Linked DNA regions of Mus musculus: region 2 is linked to region 1. A link is a contact called in public HiCAR-type data. All regions are on one chromosome and are shown on one strand. Each heading gives the region's core, a stretch centred on a gene start, on an enhancer-like site or on the middle of the called end of the contact. The rest is flanking DNA. Distances are from core to core; before and after follow the strand shown.

Region 1 (7,855 bases), core at 3,226-5,725:
TCATGACTCTAGCTCTCAGTAATACAGCTTTTCTCATTCCTGGCCACCAGCTCTCGGGGATTTCTGAAGGGTCACAAGCCTTCTGGAGTATCACTTTTTGGGGCATCTGCTTTCTGAGAATAGAGTTGCAAAACCCTCTAATAACAGAAATGCTCTTGCAATTCCAGCTCTGGGCACTGAATGCTGGCAGGCACTCCCCTGGGACGGATTCCTCCATCTCTACCTCCAGTTCTATTATAGGTCTACAAAAGGCGAATCAATGAACCTCTAGAAATGGAAATTTCAAAAGCAGCAGTTGCATTTGGAATGGGTGTTTCTCGTGTTAGCATCTCTGGAAGGAGCAACTGAAGCACACAGGCTGGAGATCTAAGTTTCCTGCACCCTAGGGTTGCAGCTTCTTGGCACACACATGCTCACTTTGTGCCGGGGTTCATATTCCCAGGGCTTACCACCATGATCCTAGTTAGGACCTGACACATTTCTCTTGATGTGGCTTCACTTCCTGTCTAGTCCTGTAAAGCAACTCTGTGGGTAGTAAAGATCTTTGAATTTTCCTGATCACCAGCAGGCACAAATCTTGGTAACATTACCATGACAGTATGGATAATATTTTCTGTCCTACCTTGTCCTGAGTGCTCCACAACACTTTAGCCTTACAAGGCCTTTCCCTATCGGAAGTTTTAAGTCTATTGCTGTAGAAACCTCAGGGATAGATCAGTTTTTCTGGCCTCTGAGTAGAGTTATGGAACCAGCCAAGGGAAGCTGGGTGCATGAGTCTACTTCCCTAAAATCCTGTGAAGGTCTCCCTGGGTCCTCAGGACCTCGTCTCAGGGTGCAAGCTGTCCAAATTTGTCCTCTTTATTTTCATTTGGTCCAGTTCCACTCTTTCATTTCGTGGATCATCCTTACCCTGAAAGCCATTGCCAGCAGGAGACAGGAATCAGTTCTGGCCCTCCTGTTTCCTGGACTTGTGAATGGAAACTGGTTTCTCGGTGACTGACTGAGGGAGCCTGTGCTGGGGACACTGTTATTTCCCTTGAGATGTCATGTCGGATTTTTATCTCCTTGATTTTACAGTTTGTTAATGACATTTTCAAAAGGTCTGTGGGCTCCATAGACTGACTGACTTACTTTCTTTCTTTCTTTCTTTCTTTCTTTCTTTCTTTCTTTCTTTCTTTCTTTCTTTCTTTCTTTCCTTCCTTCCTTCCTTCCTTCCTTCCTTCCTTCCTTCCTTCTTTCTTTCTTTCTTTCTTTCTTTCTTTCTTTCTTTCTTTCTTTCTTTCTTTCTTTCTCTCTTTCTCTCTCTCTCTCTCTCTCTCTCTCTCTCTCTTTCTCTCTTTTCCTCTTTCTCTCTTTCTCTCTCTCTCTCCCTCCCTTCTTTCTTTCTTTCTTTCTTTCTTTCTTTCTTTCTTTCTTTCTTCCTTCCTTCCTTCCTCTCTCTCTCTTCCCTCCCTCCCTCCCTCCCTCCCTCCCTCCCTCCCTCCCTCCCTTCCTTCCTTCCTTCCTTCCTTCTTTCCTTTTTTTTTTTTTTTGACATGGAAGATCTAATTTTTCTATTTTGTTTTGTTTTGTTTTTGGTTTTTGGTTTTATCGAGACAGGGTTTCTCTGTGTAGCCTTGGCTGTACTGGAACTCACTTTGTAGACCAGGCTGGCCTCAAACTCAGAGATCCACCTGCCTCTGCCTCCCAAGTGCTGGGATTAAAGGCGTGTGCCACCATGCCCGGCTCTGTTTTGTTTTATTTGAGATAAAAATTGCTACTGTTCTGCTATTTAAAGGATGTTTCATTTCACTGTGAAGGCCTGAAGCTACAAACTGGCCCTTTAGGTTGCATGAAGGTGACTGGTGTAGCCCCCTCTTGTTTTTATAGGAGGGACCAGTGTCTCTTATTCTTGCCTTGGTGTGATAAAATATCTGACAGAAACAACTCAAGGGCATAATAACCTATTTTGGCTCGTGGTTTCTGTGGTTTCATCTTATGGTCTCTTGGCCCTGCAATTCTGGGCCTCAGATGAAAGAAACATCACAACAGTGGAAAGGCTTGATAGGTGCTACTCACCTTATGGCTGTCAGGAAGCAGAAAGAAGGGAAGGGCGATGTATATTCTTCAAAGGCATACACTCAGCCAGCCATCCCCTCTAGTGAAACCCCACTGCCTGCAGTGTCCACAATCTCCCTGATAGCTCCACCAACCAAAGGCCATGCACTCAACACATGCATTCATGGAGGACACTGTGTATTCACATCATCACAATTCTTCTGGGCCATTTCTCTGGAGAAGCCACATCTAGCCACGCCTCACGCAGGTCCCCTGCATAGCACGCATTGTGATGATGTATTGAGGAACTTGATTTTCTGCCAGTTGAGGAGCCAAGAAAATTTTAGCATCTCAATCACTTCAATTGATAGACTCTGAGCGAGCATTTCCTACGTGTTACACAAGGTATGGTGAGTGCTAAGAGTCCAAATGTGGTTTCTACTCTGCAGATGCTCACGCTGGAGAGTTCTATAGAAGCCATGGCCGCAGCATGGCTCTCCCACCATCTAGTTGAATGAGGTCAAGTTACTTGAGCTTGCGGAGTCTTAATTGTATGAGGATGAATGATCAGACAGCACCCACTCTGTTCTTAGGACTCCTGTACTAGAAGTCAAAACAAATGCTTCTCAGAAAGTTGTTCAACATATGGAGACTCAACTTTATCTTGAATATAGCTTGTTCTATTTCCCTGGATTGTGGGAAGGGCCAGTCACAATATTTTCCATTAATCTTCTGTGACAGTACTGGTGTACACTGGATGCCCCACAAACATTCCTTCTTCCCATCCCTCCAGAGCACGCTTGCGTGTGGCCTGAGATCTGATCTGGCATATAGATGCCAACTAGTAAAGTACCATGTTCAGGCCCTCAGATGTCCCTCTCTCCTGTCTATATTTTAATAATACATTCATTTTCAATTCATATGAAAACTTGAAGCTTCCAATTCTTGTTTCCTGCTTTTCCCTTTAAAATATGTTGCCCAAAGCACTATGTTTATGAAGTTTTAAAAGGCCACATATTAGGGAAGACTTCAAATAAAATTACAATTCTTTTCTTTCCCATACCAAATCATATACCCCAGAGGTATCCACTCTTAACTTATTTTAGCTTGATTCCTTCCTATATTGCTCCATATTTTTAAATAATGCCACGACATTTCGGCCTCTTCTGGTGATTAATTGCTAAATCTACTCTGATGTTTACACTACTAGGGCAATACTAAGACCCTTCCCTGCTCATCATGATTACATTTCCTTTAAGGCACAGCCTCTTGGCTTTCCTGGAGCTCAACCTGCCCTTGTCTTTAAAAACATCTGCCCAGTATTTCATCCCAGCACTAATTACTTTCCACGTCCTATGGGACACGCAGTCGGAGGATCTGTTCCATTTTACTTCGTCAGTGACTCTGTCTCTGGAGCACTTCACTGCCCTGTTCTATGGCTGAGGACTTCTGAGGACCCTGGGTAGGTGTCTATGGGAGTATTATTATTGCTAGCATTCTTGTTGCAATTCTTTTGCAACACTATTTTCCACTTCTGTATGGCTTGTTCCCTTTTACCTCTGTTTATCATCTTCTTTTGTGATGCATGCCTGGTCTGGAGATTTCTGTCAAACGAGTTAAAGTTTTTGAAAACTTGCCCGTAAAATGCTTTTGTACCATTATTATACATTTAACTTTGTGGTCTATTCTAGATGGAGCATGTTTTCAAAATTGGACCATGGCTAGCTTGGCACCAGCGTATTCTATTCTTCAGTATATTTCAGAAAAAATCTGATGTTTGCCAGTTGGTGTATTCTATATTTTTTTTTGTCTGGGATTTTGTCTTTATTGTTAATACTCAGAAACTTCATATTGACTTTCTGTGGGTAGCTGGCTTTTCACTTAGTGTTCTGAGCACACGGTGGGATTTTGACTTGGAAAATCGCTGGTTTTAGCTCTGGGAATTTTCCTATAGCATGTGCTGTTGGGATTGTTGTTCCAGTTGCTTACTTTTTTTCTGGAACTTCAGAGGTCATATTTTCTGAGTGGATGCTCTAAATTTAAGAATATTTTACTTCCCATGCTATGTCTTGTTATCATTTTGAAGATTATCTCAATTCTGTCGTCTTTGATCCCATTTAGACTTTTTTGCACTTATATTTTAAATTCTGAGTGCTCTTTCTTGTGATATAAAAACACCTTTTCAAAATATCATCCTACTTTTCTTATTCCTGTAAGTTTAGGAGCAAAAGCACCAACCCTGGTTCGCAATAGCTGACCGAGTCTCGGCCATCTGTCCTGATCTGTCAGTCAAGATGAAGAATGGCTGAAGGCAGAGAAAGGAGATTTAATCACTGTGTACATCGGGAACAGAAATTGGAAAGGGTGCTACTTACTCTGTTTTCTGGCCCCGACTGGCGCTTTCAGATTGAACAGAGGAAGAACAAAGGCAGGGAGGGGGAAGGGCTTGCATAATTAAGTGACCTGACCTAGGTGTGGTCTGGCTGAGAGCTGCCTCCGTCTTGGCTGTTAGGCAGTCCTAGGAGCTCCTTATTGCTTGTGGGGAAAGGGTGTTTCTCAAGTTGGCGAAGTTGTTTCTCTCTAAGGCTCACATTCTTCCCAGTGGGTACCTTTCTTATCTGGGATTCGGTCTGTCCGAAGAAGCTCGGCTGTTCCTGGAATCTTAGGTGACCACAGGTTTAAGATAGTGACTGGAGAATTAGACACAGATTTTGGGTTACCCGAAAAAGAACACTATAAAAGCCCCCGGGGAACGTGCTTTAGTTGCTGCTCTTTTTATGTCTTTCCCCTTAAAAGGGTAGAGTCGGTCAGACAGACTCTCTGATTGGTTTACTTACCTATGTGCAAAGGTGATCAGGGACCCAGGGTAAAGGAGACAGATGCACAAAGAAGGTAGAGATGCCAGCTTTTATCTCGTTCTTAGAAACCTCATGGGCGTGAAGTAAGAGACAATGCTATTCCTTTTCTTTTTGCTAAAAACATGTTCTAAGTGCTTGCCATGTTCCTAATCAGTGGGTCAAGCTTTGTTTATATCTTCTAAAATGTAAGCTTTGTGGTTTGTTTCTAAATTTCAATAGAGTTTGGTTTGTATTCTAATTTCAGTCTTTGTATATCATACACACACACACACACACACACACATATATATATATATATTGAATTCAGTAGGCATCAAAAGAGGGACACATTAGCACATTACATCATCTTATATGCATAAATATTCACAATACACATTTATAATGCAAATACTAATCAAAAATATCTTAAATAATGATGAAAATAAGTTTTAATAATTTTTCTTTAGATTCAGAAACAGTAACATTGTTGCGTCTCATTTTTAAAATGTCACTCAAACTAAGCCAAGTATTTTGTGTATAGAGTAAATTTTGTAATTACAAACAGAACTGCTGAATTATTCCCCATGGTGCTCTGCATCAAGGCTTCAATTTTTTAAGAAAATGTAACCATTCAAGTGGTGACACAAAATGACAAAAGCAATCCAAAGGTTTCCTAATTTTTAAAAGTTGTTATCTATTTTTAAATGTATTATTAGAGTCAAATGGTGGTAACATTTGGAGCCTGCTATTTAAACACAGGATTATGTCATACAACAGGCATTGTGGAGTCCAGGCAGACCTGGCTTAGGCCAAGGGGAGGAGTTTGAACCTTTGAACTTACCCTTAAAGAGACCATCCCTAGCTGAGTTTGTGGTAACGAGAAACAAACTTTCCAAATAAACTTCCATTTAGAAAACCAAAATGTATGAATTTGATGTTCTTTATTATCATGGCATGATGGCAACAGCAACTGCTTGGAACTTTCGTCTTTGGGGGAATGGATAGCCCCATCACAAAATTATTTAGAACTGCTGTATGTGAGCTAACTTAAAGTAACATAATTCTAGTCTATTTAAATACTGGTTTTAAGTTCTCTATAGGCAATTCTTATCGAACACACTCTTAGGTTCACAGCTCCCTGCTCTGCTCATATAAACCTGGGAGAGAAAGAATCAACAACTGGCAGAGAGCTCTTCATGGGGAACCCCTCAGATGTCATCTCCATTAGTCCTCTAAGACCATGATGGTTATTACCAATGATCATTTTGACAGGATATAGAAGCACCAGGGCAATCCTTTGGGTAGTCTGCCAGTCAGGCTTGAGACTAGATTAATTAAATAGGAAGACCTATCCTAAAGCTAGAAGGTACCGATCAACCGGCTCTGAGCTGTTCTTCCAGACAGAGTGAAAAGGAGAAAGTGGGTTGAGTCCTCGCACTCTTCCTTCTTATGTTTCCGCAGGGCAGATACAATGTAACAGTCTGCCTCGTGCTCCAGAGGCCATGACTTTCCCTCCCTGATGGACTATGAGCCAAAATACATCCTTCCTTCCGGTGCTTCTGCCATGTACTTTGCCACCTCAACAGCGACAGTGGCTGATCCCTGACCCGAATTTTTCCTGGTGTGTGTGGGCTTCTGGCATTTGGAAGCATAAGGGTTCTCTGTCTCTCTCTGTCTCTCTGTCTCTGTCTCTCTCTGTCTCTGTCTTTCTCTGTCTCTCTCTGTCTCTGTCTTTCTCTGTCTCTCTGTCTCTCTCTCTCCCCTCCTTCCTTTCCCCTCCCTCCCCTCCTCTTTCCCTTCCTTGGAACTTGGGGGCATCTATGTAGAGACACAGGTGGAAGGAGACCCCAGGGCTCTAAGGGCCATCACCCAGTCCTCCTATTTTTCCCCATCAGCCCTCAGATACTGCAGCATCCGCTCTTAGGCACACCCTGGATGTTGTATACCCAAATCGCTCTGATTTCCTTTTGTTTGCTGAGTATTTCCTCAGAAGCCACTTCGGGTCTCCAGTCCCTCTAGTTTGCTAGATTACTCAGTGTCAACCACTGCCCTCTGCAGATTCTAGCTTATTTGGTGTTTTCTCTCATCATTAGCTGTCGTCATGATTTCTTTGTCTTTGCAGATTAGGAACACTTGAACAATTGAGTGCCCTTTTGGGATGGAGCCAAGTATATTGTTTCATCTGTTTTGTTCAGTTGGAAGTCTCCTTGGCAGTTCTACTTATTATTGTTAAGTAAGAATAGACATTAGCTTTGTAGGGAGAATGTAAAATTTAAATAAAAATCTTAGCAAATAGATGTTAAACAATATTGTAAATTCCAGCGGAGCAGCCATTTGTTAGCTATCAGATCCGGTTCCAAGAACCTTCACTCTGCTGCTCAGTATCCTTTGCTGAATCTGTTCGTTAGCTGTTAGGAGGCAGAGTAATTTGGAAGCATGCATTGGGTGACAGGCTTGAGTTGAGAAGGAATCTATCTATCAGAAAAAGTCCCTCCCTAGCTAACCAATCTGAAACCTTCAGTTTGCTGAGGCTTACAACTCAAAGTGATCAGAATAAGAAAAGGAAGGGTGTGGCTGTCCGACTGAATTCCTCGGATCCAAAGTTCCAACTGTGAGCCTCATTCAAACCCTCAGAGCTCAGAAGTAATTCAGTTGTGGGTGCTCTGCAGAAATGTGCTCGTCCTTGTCCTGTGACGCTGGTCCCTAAGCTAGCATTTTGTCTCATTGTGCTTTTGTCTTATTTGTTGAAATGATGGTTATCAGTGTTGGCTGGGGCCAGAGCAAAATTTATCTGTTCACTCCTATTTCCTATTGACCAAAGCTTGCCACCTTTCTGTGTGGGATTGCACTTCACAATCCTCTTGAGTCCTACCATCCTGTTCAAGGCATGTGCATCTCGGGCCTCCATGCAAATGGCCTTTCTGCTTCATCTAAGGCTGTTACCTCAAGTATAGTCAAAGTCCAGTGTGTGCATCCTCCAC
Region 2 (7,855 bases), core at 3,569-6,068, 290 kb before region 1:
AACTCACAGAACTCTGACACCCTGCACATACATGTAATTTTTCTGCTGATGTTTGAATAAGCCAATAGTGTGTTGCTAGGCTGAATTCCACACCCCTAAGCCCCTTACCCCATAAAAACCCCTAGCTTTTGAGCCTCGTGGCTGACATCCATTATCTCCTGTGTGGGATGCATGTCGGTCCGGAGCTCCATAATTAAATGACCTCATGTAATTACATCAAGATGGTCCTTCGTGATTTTTTGGGTGCACGCCGAATCGGGAATTGAGTGGGGGTTTCCCCACTAGGTTCTATCACTACAAGTCCTTCTATCTTTTGTCCCTTTGTCCTTTTGACTATATATCCTAGGATGCTTGAAAATAGAAGTTGGCCACTATAGTGACATCTCTTCTGTTAGTTGGAAGCCATGACTGAGCTCTGGGCTTCATTTCTGTTCCTCTGGAGACTCAGCTCTGTCAGCCCTGTGTCTTGACTCCCTTAGAAGCCTCTGACTGTGGAAGTCATGTCCACTCTCCCTCCTGTGAAGAACTGTACTTCTTTAGGGGTAGAATACGTTCCTTACCCCACTATCAACCTTAGCCTAGTTTCTTGTGTTAGCTGAAATGAGGAGCTGAGGGACAATCTGCCAACTTCCAACCCCATTCAGTGGGCCCTGGATAACCAACACCTTTAGTCTATGAGTCTTTCCCTCTATACCAGAGTAGCACATGCAGATCTAGGCTGCTTTTTGAGCCTAGGACAAAGAATAAGACAATTAAACGTCTACAGGCTACATCTCAAGTTGACAGAAGAATGTCCCTGACCACGTAGAGCTGAATTTGTAGGCACTTAGAAGGCAAGAAAGATGGAGTCACAGGGGTTACATTTGGTGAGGCTAGGCAATGTTTCCACAGGTACAGATTTCTTGGATAAGGACCCTGAGTATCTTCTGTGTGAAGGGATGAAAGTTGAAGCCTATGCTGCTGTGGTGACTTTGGGATGTTAGAGAGGCCAGGAGCATGGGACATCTTCTAGGAGACCTGTAGACGCCAGTGAAATTAGTCAAAGAAAAAAGCCCATGTGTCCTGGGGATAGCAGGCCGTAGGCACAGGCTCCACAAGAACTCAGATGATGTCATCTCGAATAATGAATATGGAGCTTTCCCTGCTGAGTGTCTGTCTTACTTTGGTTCAATCTTTGCTTGCTATATACTTCCATTTCTCTATTCCTGGCACATTACTCTGTGCCATCATATAGTGGAATGAGGCAACTGTATATATTTTTTATATTGTTCATAGTTAACAGTGTATCTTGGGTATTAGAAACATTGAAACTATTAAGACTATGGTGACTTTTAAAGTTGGAATGAATGAGTTTTGCATCCTGAGATGCTCATGAGCCTATGAGGCAGGGGTGGGATGAATGGGCCTTTCATTATGAGATGCTCATGAGCCTATGAGGTGCAGAAGTGAATGTTATGGTTTGAGCATGAAGTATGTATCTGAGTCCTTGATCTCTAGTTAGTGTGCTGTTCTGGGAGACTGTGAAACCTTCAAGACATAGGACCTTACTGGAAGAGATAGGGCACTTGGGAAGGAACTCTGAGGGTTATAGCTCAGCCCTGCTGCTGGCATGACATCTCTGCTTCCTGGTTGGTTATGAGAGATTCTCCCACTGCAAGCTTCTGCCTCCATGGACCAAGCCATTATGTTTTGTTTTTGGGTTTTTTTGGTTTTTTTTTTTGGGGGGGGGGGGGTTCAAGACAGGGTTTCTCTGTGTATCTTTGGCTGTCCTGGAACTCACTTTGTAGACCAGGCTGGCCTCGAACTCAGAAATCCGCCTGCCTCTGCTTCCCAAGTGCTGGGATTAAAGGCATGTGCCACCACGCCCAGCTCTGGACCAAGCCATTCTACCATGCTTCCTTCATCATGATGGATCATGAACCAAAATCAACTTCACTCCTCTAAGTTATTTCTTTCAAATATTTTTTGACCTGACAATGAAAATAGTAACTGATACACCCAACAACGTTTCAACCACAGAGTAAAGAAGCTTTAATGCCAAAGATGGGCTATTGGAATAGTCCAGAGAACATCTATGAAGACAGTAGTGTTTCACACCTGAAATCCAGGGTTGAGAGACAGAGCTCAGAGAATTGCTTGTCTACACAGTGAGTTTCAGGACAGCTTGGCCTGCAGAGCATGACGATTCCTCAAAAACCCAAAGTGAAGAAGAGCACAAGAGCAGCTATGAATGAATGTCCCTTCCTGAATGTGGAACCAGCTCACACTTCTGTCTCAATACCAAGTTGTATCTTTCCAATCACACTGAAGTGCCATAGCCCCCAAGGGCATCACCCTTTTCTCTTCCTCCTCTCTAATTCCCACTGTTGGCCATCCTGCCTCCTTGCCCTCTCTTCTATACACTAAGGATGCTGTGACCCACAAGTCTTTGTGAGTTCTGTCTTGTCTGACACACTCATTTCCTAGGTTTCTGTGTGACATTTTCTGTATCCTGATTGCTACCTATGACTTTATTAGAGGACTTTCCTGATTGTGGCCATATAGAGATGCTACTTTCTTGCATATTATTGCTTTAGACAATGAATTTGAGCAGAAGTCACATCTGTAACTTCTAGGTTGAAGCACATATATGAGTAATCATTGCCCCTCACTGGTCAGGTGTTTTGTTTTAGGTTTTTCTTGTTTGTTTGGTTTGTTTGTTTTGGTAGTTTTGTTTCTAGTTTTTTGGTTGGTTGATTGGTTGGGTGTTGTTGTTGTTATTGTTGTTAATTTGACACATGCTAAAGTCATCTGGGAAGGGGGAGAGAATCTTAACTGAGCTTCCTCCATCAGATTGTCTGTAGGTGAGTCTGCAGGCCATTTTCTTGATTAATGATTGATGTGGGAAGGCTCAGTCTACTGTGGTTGGTGCCTGGGAAGGTCCTGGATGATATAAAACAAACAAACAAACAAACAAACAAAAAGCAGTTGAGCAATCCATGGGAAGCAAACCAGGAAGTATCATCTCTGTTTCTGCCGTGACTTCCTTCAGTGATGAGCTGTGATCTGAATTGAAAGATGTAATAAACTCTTTTCTCCCCAAGTTGCTTTTGGTTAGTATTTTATTGCAGCAATGGAAAGCAAATTAGAACGGCCCTGTTGCATCCACCCCAGAGGGCCATATGAGTCAAATAGCTAGATTGCAGGAGGCATAGTGACATAAGCAGAGATTACTGAGTAAACACCCTAGAGGAAAACTCCACTGGGAACGTGGATGGGTTTCCAATAGGCTCTGTGACTACACTCCTCCCATACACACATGAAATGCTGGCCCTCCTTTCCCCCGGCACCACTGATTTCTCCGTGGTACTTACTTGTCGCTTCTGTCTCTGACCAGCAGAAAAGAGCAACGACACAGCGTTCTTCTCAAAGCAGTTTATTCAGTAACCTTTCAACATGCATGCAGGAATCTCTCTCCAGGAAAAAAACTCTAGGAATCTCTCTCCAGGAAAAGTCCTTCCTCTGCCCCCAATCGCAATCCCTTATATAAGCCCTCAACCACGCCCCATCAGCCCAGTCCACGTAACAGCAGTCCATTGGCCAGAATCATCACTTGTCATATGGTCCGATCTTGCATCATGGTGCACCTGTGCAGTTCTCACAATGGCTTATTTTCAGGTGTATGAGGAAGTCAGGTGCAAGTCATAAGACTTGGCTGCAGTCCCGGGTGCCATCTTGGGACTGCTGCCACACCCGCTCCTCACACTGCCACCTAATATGCACACTTTTTGTTTATTTGTAGAGGTCATTGTCTTAGTTAGGGTTTTACTGCTGTGAACAGACACCATGACCAAGGCAAGTCTTATAAAAAAACAACATTTAATTGGGGCTGGCTTACAGGTTCAGAGGTTCGGTCCATTATCATCAAGGTGGGGACATGGCAGTATCCAGGCTGTCATCCAAAGGCTGCTAGTGGAAGACTGACTTCCAGGCAACTAGGGTGAGGATCTTATACCCACACCCACAGTGACACACCCATTCCAACCAGGTCACACCTATTCCAACAAGGCCACACCTTCAAATGGTGCCACTCCCTGGTCCAAGGATATACAAATCATCACAGTCATTAATACTTCTTACCAGAAATTTCATCTCTCAGGAAATACAGGAGAACTGTGGTAAGGACATATCACATGACTCTGGTTAGGTGGGACTATAGCCCAGAATCTCCCCTCAGTTCAACTGGCTCCTTGGAATCATTATGGGGTGTTGAGTGTGGCTTCAGTGGCCTCCATGACTCCTGATTCCTGGTTTGAATCCCTGTAAAGTTCCTTCCCCTTGATAGTGGCAGTGACTATAATTGGCCTTTAGCCAACAGAATATCATAAAGGTGATAGGTTGTCACCCCATGGCTATGCTATGTGAGATTCTGTCTTATTAGCTGCTACATCCACTCCAGTAGTGACAGGCCCCAAAAAACCTGGGCGCTGTCCTGAGGTGAAAAGTTCATGGAAACTTAGTCTCCTAGAACCGTGGCATCCTGTATAATGAATGCTCCAATGTCCTTGCTTTAGTTGGTAAATGATCCGTGTGCTTTCCCTTAATATTGCTTTATTATAAGTGCTTCTAAGGATTGAATTTTTGACATATAGCTAAGTTAGATTCTTCACCAGTTCTAGGCAGTCAGTCCTTGAGCTGACCCTGGGCATGGATAGCTAAGTCACTGCCCTACACATGAATTTACCATTACCTAGGAAGAAGGAAGGTTGTGGTCTAAGGAGGAGCCAGAATAGATTCTTAGAACTATAGATAGCTGAGTTACACCCATACACAAGAATTTACAATGGCCTAGGGGGGGAGGTGGACTATTCAATAGACTAGAATAGGAACTATGGCAAGGGCACAAAGCCCTTGCCCCTGGCTTCTAAGATTAAGCTGACCTTAGGTGGGGCTGTTTTTTGATCCCAGCTGTTAACATTGAATTTTCTCCCAGTTGGTTCCCGTCAGTCCTTCCGTGTTTGCATGTCTTTGTTTTATGTAAGAATCCTGTAACCTCATTGTACCTTGCCAGTGTGTCACCTAACTTCCCTATTTTCTTCTGTATAAAAAGTTTGATGCTCGATTTGACAAATTACATTCAGATCCACACTCCCTTGTGTCAAGCCTGTTTGTTACCCCTCCATCTCACTGACTCCTTTGCCCACCTACAATCAGAACCCGTTCCACGCAGATAGGAGACCCAGAAGGGGTTAGTCTGCAGCAATTAACTGACTCTGATTTTGTTCATGGCTTTGAAGAAATAGCTCTCAAGCAATTCAGCCATTTTGGAGAAATCCAGGTGATAAGAAGACTGCAGAAAGCCAAAGCAACCTCAATCGAGGAGCAACCCTTTGCCTACTGCCTCAGGGGATGGATGGTGTTCTAAACTGAGAGCTTTCTGTGCGTACTTTCTCTGTTTAGCTGGGAACCATCTAGCTGGTGGTGACAACCTGTCCTATTCCCTTATTGGGAAGGGATCCTCTAGCCAAAGTGGGAGTCTCTATTTCCTTTGCCCCCCCCCCCCGCCCGCCCCACCATTCTCTCGAGCTCAAGCTTGCCAGCAGCCCTTCTCCTTTTCTTACCCAACCACCCAACCTACTGGTTCAACACATAAAGCTTTTCCAGCATCCCAGATGGATCCCTCCCTCATTATCTGGCAAATCAAAAACCCCAGTTGCTAAACATCATTCCTTTATTGTCATCTGATTACAAGACTCTACCGGTACATCACCCGAGCTCAGTACCATCCCTCCCCACCCCCACCCCCAACTACACACGCTCTGTCTCTAGAGTCTCAAGGAACTTAAGGATATTATGTCTGACTTCCTGTGAAAAACAACTTTGCCCCCACATCTTTGCCCTATAACACCCCTACACTTGCATTTAAGAAGCCCAATAACCTACTGCCTATTTCAAGATCTTCAGCTCATCAGTTCTACAGTGGTCTCCCTCTACCCTGTCATACATTTTTCTTTATCTCTTCCCAATCCAAGCTCATACAGTATGTAGATGGCATTATCATCTGCAGTCCATCCCTACAAATTAGCCAAACTGACACTTAGGCTCTCGTCCAGCTGTGGCTACAGAGTCTCACTATCTAAGATCCAATTTTCCATCCCTCAGGTCACCTACTTGAGACTAACAATTACTCCAATCCACAAAGCTGTTACTTTGGATAGAAAACATTTATCCAGCCTTTCACAGTCCCCTCTGTTAAAGAGGAAATTTTTATAGTTTCTAGGAATAACTGTCCTTTTTGTCTGCTTACTCTTTGACCAGACAGAAAGTAATTGTAAAAAATGGCCAGACAGATATGGAGGCTTCCCATACTGGTCTTGTCAATACCATTCACCATACTTAAAATCTCCTCCTGATTCCCTCTTCTATCTGAGATAAGACCCTCTACTTGTATATACAGGACTCATGAAATTCCAGGAGGGAAATGGTCACTTCTGGCAACTGCTATGTCTCTTCAACCCCAGGCTCCCAGTAAGCACAATTAATATCCAGAGAGAATAGACCACCCAGAAGTAGCTCACATGTACCACTTACAGCCTCTCCTATGACCCTATCAAATAATCCCACCTCACCACTCACCAGCTTCCCTGAGCCTGGTGGTGCCATGACTCCAACCCTTTTTCTTATTACCTTCTTTGGCAATCTGTTCTAAGGCATTTGGACTCATTCTGTAGGGGCATTAAATCCCCCAGACAACAACAAAGCGATAATCCTTAATACCTCATCTCAGCCCCAGTGCCCTACAGTCCACAGACCTCCATTCTTTGTGGTACTCAGGTCTACCATTGTCTACCCTCTAGCTGGTAAGGAGTTTGCATGCTAGTATTTCTCTTCCCCACGTTGGGAATGATACATAGAAAGAATCCCTACTGATTCCAGTTGTGGACGCAATAGCTGCCTGGCATTATAAAAGGGCAGTTCAAATCTTGCCCCTCCTGGTTGTCACAGGAATAGCTGCAGGTGTCGTCCCTGGAACAATGGGAAGGGCCACTTCCTTGACTTTGTATCATTAGTTTTCTTCCTGGTTCACCCAGGATCTCCAGTAGGAGACCCAAACCACACTCACTCTTCAAGGACAGATTGACTCCCTGCCTGCAGTGGTACTCCAAAATTTATGGAGACCAAATTTTTCTTACAGCTTAAAAAGGTGACCTTTGCCCCTTCCTCCAAGAGGAATGCTGCTTCTATGTCAACCAAGTGGGAATAGTACAAAACAAAATCAAACAACTTCAAACAGACCTCCAAAATATCATTAGGAGCAACCCAATGCCTCTGTCCCCTAGGCATTTGGAACCCCATGTGGAAGTGGGATTGCCCTTCCAGACTCCCCTCTTTGTCATTTTCCTTCATTTATTAATCATATCCTGCTTTGGCAAATTTTTCTCTGCATTTCTCCAACCACAAGTTCAAAGAAAATCTCTAATCAGAAATTAATCAGTTATTGTTACAGATCTACCAACCACAAGCCACAGAGCCTGAAACTCTTGTTCTCTGATGGTAACATTGAAGTTTCTAGAAAATGACCACACCTAGACAGCAAGAAGTAGTCTAGAGAGCACACAACCCTCATCCCTGCCTCGAAATCATCCCTTTCAACGTCCCCTCTTTTATAATATACAAAGGGGAGGAATCAGGTATCTCCACTGCCTGCCCCCAGGCATACAGTGACAGCAGACATCATCAATAGCTGCTAAGATGAGCTCATTCCCACTGTTGCCACGGTTACATACCCTGTGCTTGCATTACAACCCTTATAAAAGGCCAGTCTCTCCTCTCCCTGCTTTCTTCTCCCCTCCACCCTCACCCAGAGAAAGCCTCT

What was found. HiCAR-type assays count read pairs that join an accessible place to other places.
Region 2: a contact with region 1 is called in a HiCAR-type map of embryonic stem cells, with 4 times the contacts expected there. The contact joins two enhancer-like sites. A contact is called at or near these places in 1 of 484 Hi-C or Micro-C datasets (embryonic stem cells), 1 of 115 datasets of contacts at active chromatin or transcription factors (embryonic stem cells) and 1 of 9 other capture datasets (embryonic stem cells).

The regions. Positions count from the first base shown.
Region 1 is chr3:83,585,906-83,593,760 of GRCm38.p6, reverse strand. No RefSeq gene overlaps it. Among named protein-coding and RNA genes, the nearest start is that of Gm40076, 11 kb to the left of the region's middle. Within about 2 kb of position 4,475, at least 11 of the 459 cell types and tissues checked have an H3K27ac peak or open chromatin away from gene starts, as enhancers often do. A contact at or near this core is called in embryonic stem cells, where this site is marked.
Region 2 is chr3:83,876,459-83,884,313 of GRCm38.p6, reverse strand. No RefSeq gene overlaps it. Among named protein-coding and RNA genes, the nearest start is that of Tlr2, 39 kb to the right of the region's middle. Within about 2 kb of position 4,818, at least 7 of the 459 cell types and tissues checked have an H3K27ac peak or open chromatin away from gene starts, as enhancers often do. A contact at or near this core is called in embryonic stem cells, where this site is marked.